Linked DNA regions of Anas platyrhynchos: region 2 is linked to region 1. A link is a contact called in public Hi-C data. All regions are on one chromosome and are shown on one strand. Each heading gives the region's core, a stretch centred on a gene start, on an enhancer-like site or on the middle of the called end of the contact. The rest is flanking DNA. Distances are from core to core; before and after follow the strand shown.

What was found. A called contact is a pair of places that touch in the nucleus more often than the background predicts.
Region 2: a contact with region 1 is called in a Hi-C map of F1 follicle, with 4 times the contacts expected there. The contact joins two enhancer-like sites. A contact is called at or near these places in 5 of 8 Hi-C or Micro-C datasets (F1 follicle, liver, skeletal muscle and 1 more).

What each region holds. Positions count from the first base shown.
Region 1 is chr5:27,777,037-27,779,886 of IASCAAS_PekinDuck_T2T, reverse strand. MOB2 (MOB kinase activator 2) reads left to right here. Exons shown (of 5, transcript XM_027458880.3): 3 at 1-76. Among named protein-coding and RNA genes, the nearest start is that of MOB2, 100 kb to the left of the region's middle. Within about 2 kb of position 1,431, at least 1 of the 8 cell types and tissues checked has an H3K27ac peak or open chromatin away from gene starts, as enhancers often do.
Region 2 is chr5:27,847,994-27,850,843 of IASCAAS_PekinDuck_T2T, reverse strand. The region is part of intron 1 of MOB2 (MOB kinase activator 2); the gene reads left to right. Among named protein-coding and RNA genes, the nearest start is that of MOB2, 33 kb to the left of the region's middle. Within about 2 kb of position 1,498, at least 1 of the 8 cell types and tissues checked has an H3K27ac peak or open chromatin away from gene starts, as enhancers often do.

The sequences.
Region 1 (2,850 bases), core at 182-2,681:
ACATCAACTTACAATATAGTACAATCTCAGAATTCTGTACAGGAGAGTCGTGTCAGACCATGGCAGTGTGCAATACGTAAGTCGGTATTTACTCTTACGGGCTTTCCATGAAGTCTTGAGTGTGGCCTGTGGGAGGGTATTGGTGTTGGTTGGCTCTGGGCAAGCACATCTCTTCACTCAGTGAGGACGTGGAAGCTGTGTGTCCTTTGCCCTCCTCTCAGCAGTGAAGTGTGGTGGCAATGTGTTTTTGTGAAGGAGCAGATCTTTGACTGTTCTGAGCTGGTTTTATAAGGTCAGATCAGAGAGGCAAATTGCTGTGTGTTTAGCTCGAGGGGAGGAGAAGCAGAAAAAAGGCAAAACTGTCCTTCCTGGTACCACTGCTGGGATTCCAGAGGAGGCAGGGAAGGATAAATGAATGGTGAAAACCTCAGCGGGTGCTTTTGATATCCAGTGTACTGACAGAGCACCAGGCTGCTGATGGATAACCTCGAGCCTGACGTGAGCCGCTGGCTTTCTGCCTGAGCCCCTGGGCACAGAGGGCACAAGTGGCAGCTTTGCAAAAAGCACAGAAAACGTTTTGGTTTGGCGCTCTCCCTGTGTAGGGCTTAGTGGACTTTTTAAACATTGACTAACTGTCACTTATGAAAGAAGGCTTTGTAGTTCTGCTCTACATGGTGAATATAAGAAAAAGTTACCATAAACTCCTGCTCTTGATTAGCACAGTCCAACATGATGGAAAATGAGATCCACTTGAGTATGAATAAGCCTGTTGTGTTTTTTTTCTCCAGCACATGTGTTGATAGTCCCATTCTTCCCTCCTCTTGCATTTCCTGGGATTAATTTAGTTAAGATGGATTTTAAAACAGAAGAGCGAGCTGTTAATGTTATAGTACATCAAACAGGCATCAAACAGGCATCCTAGGAAATGTATGGAACAGAACCAGAGCTCTGTATTGTATCTCTAACGATAATTGCTTAGTGCTTAAAAGGAATCCTTGCTTAATATACTAGGCTATCTTGTACACTGGAAATTAATATCAGGGGCCTTCTTTGAGAATGCTCTGAAGAATACAAAGTGTACAGAGGATATTTTTGCATGTAAAAGTTGGAAAGATAACTGTCAGTAGAGAATTAAAGGCTGTGCTAGGGGCTTTGAAAGCAGGCTGGAACAGAAAGTAATAAATCTCTGCTGGACTCAGATTTTATCAAAAGTAGACAGTGTGTCTCTAAATGAGAAATGGTGATCAGTAAAATGAGTGTTTTGTTGACTCTTGCTCCCAAGCCTTCTCATGTTTTAATTCCTGATGTAGCACTGCCTGTCCAAAGGACTGAGCTTAACTGTTGATCAGCTTGTCTGATGGGAAACGGTGACTAAAAGGAGATGGTGGTGAGAGGCTAGTCAGCGTTGCTCCATTCTGCTGTAGGGACTCCTAAACAAGGGTTCTCTGTAAGCAGCTTACGCTGCAGAATAAAGAAAGGAAGTGTCTGTAGGTGGCTCCAGCTGCAGTCTGTATTTTTAGTGGTGAGGACCAATAGCTGAATGTTCCTATCCTTTGTTTTTGAAAAATGAAAATTGCACTACTTGGGAATAACAGGAAGCATGGCTACACTTGTGTGAAACGCTTGAAATGGTTTGTGTTTAGCTAAATCAGAACAACTTCAGTCATCTTCCTGTACTTGGGGGCTGATGACTGATTCATGTTGCATATTTCATTTTGCTGTGAAGTGTGCAGGTTCACCTAGCTCTATGCCTCGGTGCAGTTCAGTTTTGAAGGCCCTGTTCATAATTGTGTTCTCCAAATATCTCCAATGACAATTCTGGATATTCCTTACCTTTATGTTCTGCCATTCCTCATTCTTCTCTTTTGGAAGAGAGATGCCTAAACACAGAGAACTGCCTCAAAGACACAAGTTTGTTCATGTCCAGCTGTGACTAATACAAAGCTATATGCTCCCTCTGACTTTTTATTTTAAAATCTTGCCCTAATGAAGTAAGGTTAAGCAGGTGCTTCTTGTGTTGGAGAAACACCAGTTGATATGATTTGTCCTGCCTCTGACCTGTCTGTAGTACATGGATAACATCACCTAAGCATTAGAGTCAGTTGGTGATTAACCCGATGAGACAGCCCTGGTCTGACCTTTTGTGACTGATGTGCGCATTCAGCAGAAGCAGCTACCTGGGTTAGGGTGCCACAGCGTGCCAGTATTTTGGAATAAGGGTACTGTTGGCTGTTTTTTGTAGTGTTGATTTCTCTATTTCATTGTGAAGTTCTGTATTCGTTCCTCCTATGTGCTTTCCCTGCCCATTTCCCCGAGGCATGGTTTGGTTCGCACCCTTCTGGTCATACCTAAGGAAGGCTTTTTGTATTTATGGCCGGGGTGTTGCACTAACTATGGCGAACAGGTTGCTTGTCTAGTTCCTTTGCATTCAAACTCACTGCAAATACCCAGTCCTAAGACTAGAGGGCTTACTGGCAAAATAAACACAAGTTGCAGTTAAACATTTGAGGTAAGGTTTTAACATCTCAGAGAAGTTCCAGCCAAGTGACAAACTGCAGACAGATGCAGCTCTCAGCTCTGTCAGATACACGAGATAACGCAGCCATCTGCACACAGTGAGAGAGAGAGAATTTCTGCTTAGGGTCACAAAGAGACATCTGACCAAAGCTTAGGCTCCTTGTAGGACAGATGGAAGCATTCGCTGGCAATGTGGGATAATGCCAAGAAAAATAGGGGAATGGCCAGTTATCTTTGAAATTTAGTGAGGGTGGCCTGAATGTAACTTGGGAAATTTTTGCTCATTAATACATTCATTGCTTGCTGTAAAGCAGGTACTATATATGTTATAGT
Region 2 (2,850 bases), core at 249-2,748, 71 kb before region 1:
AACTGATAGTGAGGAAGATGTTTTGAAACATAATGATTTCAATTCAGCTTGGCTTGTTTATTCACTAAAAAAGTAAGTAAGAGTTGGCAATAGAGGTACTGTTGTATTTTGTTTCTAAGTTATCTGTGAAACACTACCAGGAATTTAAGATACATCTGGCATTACAATAAGCTGAATGAGTTCTGGCAGCATTTACAGTTGAAAGCAGTGTTTTGAGGACCCTGCTTTTCAGGGTGGATAAATCTCCTCCTCTTTGCACCACATTTTCAAGGGAGCCTCGGAAAAGGCAGTGATGCAGCAGGTTTGTGAAGGAAGTATACTTTACCTTTTTTTTTTTTGCCTACAATATCTCCAGGCCTGAGGCAGAGGGAAGGAAATGTGACACTCCCAGGTTCTGTGGCTTCAGTTTAGATTTCCATCTAAGTTGTTACTCAGGCTTTGAGTATCTTATCGCTGCTTTGCTGGTAACACAATAACAATGAACACATTTTTCACTAATAATTTTTCCACCATGGTGTGGCTGATGGCTCTCTGACAAGAGCATAACAGCAAACACCTTCTTTAAAAGTTAGTTTGAAGTTGCTTGTATTTAGTTATCTTCAAAAAACTTTCATTATTAGTAGGTTGGTTTTCATTTTTAAAAAAAAAGATGCATCTTCTCTATCAACTTCTAAATCTGCAATGCACATTAGCCTGTTAGATAACACATGATTTAAAAAGGCAGATTTCCCTCTGCTGTGGACTGCTGAATCTTCACAAAGCTTTTTTGCAGTCCCTGAGAAGGTATTTCTTTGAAAGATTCTAGTATGTAAAGAGTTTTTCAGAAAGAAAACAGTTTCACACTGGGAACTTTCTTTACATGAAATATTGCTACTGACAGGAAGGATCTGAAATATTAATCCGTCTCTGCCTTACTTTAGGTTAATTGTACTTTGCTTTTCGAACTTAGAGCCACATTTCTGCGTGCCGTGTGAGAGCAGCACCTGATGTACAAGGTGCATCTCATTAGAAAGTGAGATTTCTGTGAGACCTGAGACCTTTACGGAGTGGAAACTCTTCTCTTGCCTTTTGCTTTGCTGCTGCCCTGTCTTTAAGCCGCTGCCCTAAATTAATAGCCACGCAGAGCTGTACAGCTACTTAAGCTTACCGAGTTATAAATGGTATTCCTCCTAACAGCCCTGGGGGGGGTGAATGTGGTGGTTCCTGGATATGCACCGAGAGATGGAAAGTGGTGTGCTTTCATCTCCTGGTGGGTAGGTGGGTGGGTAGGTGTCAGCTTTGGTTTTGTAAATCAGAAATGTAACCTTAGTGCATATTTCCAAAGGAGTATTATGCAGCCTCAAGCACACGAAGAAGATGCATGTTTACACGCAGGATGTTGCTGCTTCTATCGCTAGTGTAATTCTGGAAGTGTAACGAGAAGGAGAGGAAGTGGAGGACTTCCTGCATTAGTTTTTGTGGTTGCGCGAAGGGGCTCTGTAAACTGCAGCTGAGTTACACAACCGATAAAAGTTTTGTTGGACTGAGATAAGTCTTGAGATGTGAGCTAATATACCTTGTCATGCTGCATGCATCGTGGTTAAATTTGGAAGTGGTTAAAATGGAAGTCAGAAGAGCAGTTATACTGGCTGAGTATGCTGTCTGTCGTCTTTTTTGTGTTTTTTTGAGATGTACATTACTTTCCCACAAATGTGTTCATGCTAGGCTATGTCCTTAAAATATGACTCGCCCGGTTGGGAAAAGCTTCCTGTTTAAACTAAGTACAAGAATGCAAGTAGGTCTGTGTAAGGTGGGAGAAAGAAGGGATTAATGGGGAACCTTTAAAATGGTGACCTATTCCCCTTACAAGTCTCTGAATAAGAAAGAGATAAGCACTAAATAGGAAAGGATTCATGGGTTTTGGGAGAAGCTCAGGATGGATGTGATGTGATGTGTGCTAGGGAGAATCTCGGTTACTTCCTATCCCTGAAACACCCAAGCTCCTTTCATGGATCTGATTTCTACATTTTAGGTTGCACTTGTGCAATGCTGTGCTAGGTTGGATTTCCTGAATAATGATTGCATTTGACTTGTACACTATGGGTTTATAAACTGAGCTGATGAAATGTTAGTAAATGTCACTACCAAAAAGATTAGACAACTGTTAAAGTGTTAATTGTGTTTGTTCAATATTTGGTTTTACAATATCTTTGCAGTGGCTTTCATGGATATCTTTCTATTTACTCAACATAGCAACATAGTGTTATGAATTTCTTTGTGCACTTACAAGTTTGTCTGTGTGACTCTCCTTTAAAAAGGCCTAGGACCTTGACAAACTTCACTCTAGGGCTGAAGGGTGATTTTGAGGCCAGCGTGCGAGACGTTTATTTAAGGTGCAAGGAGAAATTGAGACTATTTCTCTTCTGCTTTTGACACCTCGGTGCTTTTGTGGGGGTGTGCTTTTGTAGCACATACAGAGCAGGGGAAGTGCTTGCAGGTTTTGGAAAGTGCTTTTTTATGTATGTGGATGAGAAGTACACTGCTGGTCAGTGAGAGCTTTGCAGAAACAGCAAAGCATGCCAGACATAATTAGCTTAGCCTCGCTGTCTGACATTGATTTTGTTGTTGTTGTTGTTGAGTGTTCATAATGGTCACTCAAATGAAATAATTCACAGAATCAAATATTGTGTAGTCATAGTAGGAAAAAAATGTGGGGGAAAATGGCTTGTTCCTGTGGGTGTTTTTTTCATACCTTTTACAAATGGACTAGATTTTCCTGTCATTGTGTTCTGTGGATATCCCAGATTAAACCGGGCAAAGCAGAATAGGACAGGTTGCTGTCTTCCCCAAACCCAAGGGCTGTGTGTTTCC